2 separate regions of the Xenopus laevis genome follow, and region 2 is linked to region 1. The links are chromatin contacts, called in public Hi-C maps. All regions are on one chromosome and are shown on one strand. The core of a region is the stretch at or near the end of the contact, and the rest is flanking DNA. Distances in the headings are between cores, read along the strand shown. Region 1 overlaps lamb2.L (laminin subunit beta 2 L homeolog). Region 2 holds the start of lamb2.L (laminin subunit beta 2 L homeolog).

Region 1 (2,768 bases), core at 8-2,507:
TTTGCCACAAATCCATGGCTGGCAAAACAATTCACACATCACTAATCCAGAATGCTCAGATTCTAGAGATTTCTGTAATTTAGATTTCCATACCTTAAGTCTATTAAATAAATTATTTAAATATTATTTAAACACAATACGATTGTTTTGCTTCCAAAAATAATTATTTATATCTTAGTTGGGATGAAATACAAGGTACTGTTTTGTTATTACAGAGAAAAAGGAAATTATTTTTAAAATATTTGATAAAATGGAGTCTATGGGAAATGGCCTTCCTGTAATTCAGAGCTTTCTGGATAATGGGCTTTCAGCTAACAGATGCCATTCCTGTAAAAACTGTTACTGGGGCATGCCTACTTGGAGGGCAGACCTTAGACATGAGTGGGCCCTAGATTTAAGAAGATATTAAACAAAGACTTTTCATGTGAATGGGCCAACAGGTTCACTTAGGGGCAGCAAGGTGGAAAGTGGTAAAAAATAGGTTAAAAGCACCATGTTTTCTGCCCACAATGCAGCTTGCCATCCATTAATTGTGAGTGGCACCCTGCACTTCCCTCATAATGTAGTAGTGGGCTGGCACAAACCTGACTTCACTCCAATAGCTGATGCAGTTAAAAAAAAGTATTTTATTTAACAAATATAAACTCAAAAACAGTAACCTTACGCGTTTCGTGCCTTATGGGCACTTAGTCATAGGCTTCCCTCAAAATGCAGTGGAAATATCCAGGCTATCCTCTGTAGGTGGTGTTAAAGCAATTTTGAACCCCTTAATGCTCCAGAACCCCTACTGGACCTTAGAATCCCACATACTAGGGTTAAAGGGATATTAGATGAGAATAATAAACTGATGGGTGCTAGGTGGGCCTCCAGTAACACCAAGAAGGGGGAACTTATTAATCAATCAGTGTTCAGCTTTGATCACTATACTACAAGTTAGAAAATGAAAGTAAATATTAGATTACTATTGGTGATTACATTGATGCAATTTATAGTATATTCATAAATGAGCCCCAGATTTTCGAGCCAGGATTTGCTCAAACAGAGAAACAGATTCAGCTTATGATTTTGCCTTGTTTGTGCTTTCAGTCTGTGAGTGCAATAAAGAGGGATCCAGCCAGAATTTCTGCGACCAGCGCACGGGTCAGTGTCCTTGCCGGCCAGGAGCATTTGGTTCCAGGTGCGACCGCTGCCAGCCTGGCCACTGGGGCTTCCCGAACTGCCGGCAGTGTCAGTGCAACAGTCATTCGGAAGAGTGCGACCAGAGAACAGGGGCGTGTCTGAACTGCAGAGACCACAGCACTGGAGACAGATGTGAGAGGTGGGTTAAGTGCCAATAGTGCATTTTATGGGACCTTTTTTTGCACCTATAAGGATGATAAGAAGTGGCTTATATGTAATATGTCTTTTGTTATAAAGCTCTTACAAGAATCTAGCAAGGGGTGTGACCTTGACGGTGATGGAACTACTAGGGGTGTAAAGGGTGCAATTACACCAGGGTCCGCACCCCCTCAGGCCAGCTGTTTGCATGAATGTGAATCCGCCGGAAAAATCTTCTCTGGGCGGGCCCATCTGCATGGCCTGCACCCGGGCCCCGCGCCCCCTAGTTACGTTATTGAGGTCTAGGGGTATGACCTGATGTAACTGGGGCTTGATCAGCTGATTGGGGCCAGTAATGGAATACAAGCTCAGCATTAGACAGGGGAACCCCTAGTTTTTAGGCAGTACAGCAAATGATCATATAATATAACAAATATTCTACTGTATGAAAACCAAACTACACAACATATACAAATATATATTTTTTTTATTCAAGTAATTCCCCATTTATCCATTTCCCAACAGATGCATTGCAGGCTTTTTTGGAAACCCAGTACTCGGATCAGGGGATCACTGCCGTCCCTGCCCCTGCCCAGAGGGACCCACCAGTGGGCGACATTTCGCAGCATCCTGTCAACAAGACCCCCGTTCAAGACAAGTCATCTGTAACTGCAAACAGGGGTACTCAGGTGGGTGCTGTAATCTTTAGTCACTTTCTTGTGAAAATTTATATATTTACAATATTTGGCATGCACCTCAAGTACCTCTCACTCACCCACATCAGAAACCTAGTGTATTGTTACCTATAATGTGATGCCCAGTAACTGGTTAGCTGTATATTTGACATATTAGTATGCACTATCAGTACTGTTTCTATAGGACAGATAAAAGAAATATGGCAGGCATAGCAAGGTACTTCTTCAAGCCAACTTGTGGGCCATAGAATGTAAGCAGATACATATCTCTAACATAATAAACTCCCATTATAGCTCTAAACTGTAAATAATGGCTAAAAGTAGTGTTTTGACCACTGCAGACCATAAAGGAGAGGTCTTCAGAATTTTTCAAGTTCCTCTTGGAGTTACAGAGTAACCCTTAGCCTATAACAAGGTTTCCAAGAATATCTAGGGCAGAAAATAAGTGTTCATCCCAAATCTCACCTTAACTGACCTTCAAGCTGGAATTTCCAGTGGATCTAGGAGAGCAAATAGGCATTCTCCCCAAATCACACCCTAACTGGCCTTCAGGCTGAGCCTACCCTGGCACTCCAGGCATTTCCATGGGGGCAGCCCTACAGTATACGAACCATTTCCCTAGAACAGTGATCCCCAATCAGTGGCTCAGGAGGAACATGTTACTCACCAATCCCTTGGATGTTGCTCCCAATGGCCTCAAAGCAGGTGCTTATTTTTTTATTTGTGTACTGGAAAACAGAGCCTTCTATATGCTGC
Region 2 (2,700 bases), core at 176-2,675, 66 kb before region 1:
ACCAATAAGAGACCAAACACTCCGCGCTGTTATGTGGCCCCCCTGTGGCACTGGACTGGGCCCCTCTGGTTCTGAAAAAGGTGAATCTAAAGGTTAGCTGATGGCTAAGGGTTTGCTTGGCCTTTAAATTTAACTATTACATATAAACTGAATAAAATTGAGTATAACTATGAGTATAAAATGGCATTGAGGACAATGAGAAAAAAACTGACAGTTTGACTATTTACTCCAATGATATCTGTTTTCTTTGCATTTAACAAGTGTTGAACTACAACTCTCAGCACCCCACTGATGACTAAAAGCTGTTGGGATGTGATGGGACTACAAGTGCAACCTATGGACCCCCCTGATTTAAATAGAATGCAGCCCCAGATTTCCTTCACTGCTCCTTTCAATCAGGTGGGCGTTCTACTGTTTCTGAGCTACAACTCCCAGTATCCTATAGACTATTGTTGATGACTATATAGAAATTCTGGGAGTTCCAACCTCTTGAGAGCTGAAGAAGGCGCAACAGCCCTTAATTACGAAAGTATTTTCGAGGGCCCTATTGTCTGGGGGCCCCTCTTCTATAGCCCCACCTCTGACCCTGGCACCGATAATATTTGCCTAAAGCGAGTCGGGTGCTTTGCAGAAAAGCCCTGTCTGACTGTTTGAACATTTCATCTTTTTATGAGGGTAATTTTAGCAGCGTCTGTTTTTACACTTGTTCTCCCATTCCTGTCGCATTCTCCACCTTTTCTTTTGAGTGGGGGGGGGGTAGACCCTATTTATATAAGAAGGCACCAAAGGACACAATAATCTGCCCTGGCCTGCTCTCCGTATCAAATTAGCCTGCTATCAATTCCTAGGGTTTACTAAGTATTATGTATGGTATTTCTAAAGTCCTCCAACACAAATACTTTGCTATGCTGATGGTGAAACCTCCTTTCCTCCAGCCTCAGTGGACACCCCTGTGTCCCTTGCACAGCCCCCCTAAGGGATCTCTCGTCTTATACCGTCTCAATTATACATAATTCATTTGCTTGCCCAACTGTAGGTCCTACCTCTGATACCCCTTTATAAAAACTTCTCTGCACTGTTGGTTCTGACTTATAAAACAAAGTAGCAGAAGCCAGCTTATCAACAGACCTGGAGGGAAAACTACCTTCTGTGGCACTCGGAACTAGAGAACAAAAGGGCATAATGTTGCTTTCAATAGCAATTACATTCACAAATAACTTCTAATGACTGGAGAGAGTCACTTAGAAGGACAGTTTGTGTTGTGGGTGTAGTTCCCCTTTAATGTAATGGATGTAGCTATAATGTCAACAGAGCAGTGTGAGTGAGTGTGTAACAGGAGTGTATGATTCCCACCCTTACATTGGCCGGTGTCACAAGGTGCCAGAGACAGTCGGGGCTTTCTGTCGCTTTGTGTTGCCAGTTGTCTGGCTCCTGACTGCCAGTTACACTTCAGAGCTTGGCTCCCCCCTCACTACTGCTCTTTCCCCCTCACTGGAAATAACTTCAGAGGAGGCTCACATGCAACTGCTGCTGGAAGAGCTGACAGCTCGGAGGTGGATGGAGTTTGGAGGAAGCCTCTTTGAAAGGTAGGGGTGCAGTACGGAGGGGACACACAATATGGGGGTTACCGGACACTTTTAAGTTCTTATATCTGTCTGTCAGGCTCATGAAGCACAGCAGGAAAGTGCTGGAACCCAGAGCAGTGATTCTTAGTCAAGACTCAACTTGCCGAAATACAACTCCCAGCATCCCCTGCAAGCTGTAGGCTCTGACTGCTGCTGCTTCGGGGACCTGCTGGAATTACATTCTCCTTCCCTGCAAGTCTAGTACTAGAGACCTAAACCACAGCAAGGGGTTAAAGTTGTTGAAGACGGAGGTGGCTTTTGTATTTCAGATGTAGAACATATTTAGCTCCTCTATAAATAGTTATTGGGGGGAGACGTATTATGACATCACAATCCAACATAAATCAAAGGGAAGGCACTGGTCGGACAGGTCCAGAAATGACTGATAATCCCTGTAGTGTTTGCTATGGAGGATACAGTTATATGTCTCGCTAAAATATATAATGAGATAAAATTACTCTCCTCTGTTAGCAGCGCCGTATTCCTTTCACTCTGTTTGAGGCGTGACATCACGGTGATGTCATATGTAGGGATGCACCGAACCCACTATTTTGCATTCGGCTGAACCCCCCGAATCCTTTGTGAAAGATTCCGCCGAATACTGAACCAAATCCTAATTTGCATATTGGGAGGGGGAAACTTTTTTTACTTTCTTGTTTTGTGACAAAAAGTCACGTGATTCCCTCCCTGCCCCCAATTTGCATATGCAAATTAGTATTCGAATCCTGCTGAAAAAGGCCAAATCCTGGCTGAATCCCGAACCAAATCCTGGATTGGGTGCATCCCTAGTCGTATGTACTCAGATAAGCAAAAGTCTTCTTTGGTGGAGCATTTCTGTTCATTTCCTAAACTGCCAGCAATGATTTCAAGGGGTGGTTCGCCGTTCCCTTAATGTTTAGTATGTTATAGCTAAATCTAAGCCAATTTTCAATTGGCCTTCATTTTTTTATTTTTTATAGTTTTAGAATTATTTACAGCTTTCCAGCTTTAAAATGGGGGTCACTGACCCCATCTAAAAATCGAATGCTCTGTAAGGCTACAAATGTATTGTTATTGCTACTTTTTATTACTCATC

The links. A called contact is a pair of places that touch in the nucleus more often than the background predicts.
Region 2: a contact with region 1 is called in a Hi-C map of the XL177 cell line, with 4 times the contacts expected there. The contact joins the promoter of lamb2.L here to the enhancer-like site in region 1. A contact is called at or near these places in 2 of 4 Hi-C or Micro-C datasets (the XL177 cell line and the XTC cell line).

The regions. Positions count from the first base shown.
Region 1 is chr4L:138,163,275-138,166,042 of Xenopus_laevis_v10.1, reverse strand. lamb2.L (laminin subunit beta 2 L homeolog) reads left to right here. Exons shown (of 34, transcript NM_001094695.1): 20 at 1,087-1,318; 21 at 1,843-2,006. Among protein-coding and RNA genes, the nearest start is that of usp19.L, 28 kb to the right of the region's middle. Within about 2 kb of position 1,257, at least 1 of the 7 cell types and tissues checked has an H3K27ac peak or open chromatin away from gene starts, as enhancers often do.
Region 2 is chr4L:138,229,673-138,232,372 of Xenopus_laevis_v10.1, reverse strand. It overlaps lamb2.L (laminin subunit beta 2 L homeolog), which reads left to right and starts at 1,425. Exons shown (of 34, transcript NM_001094695.1): 1 at 1,425-1,586.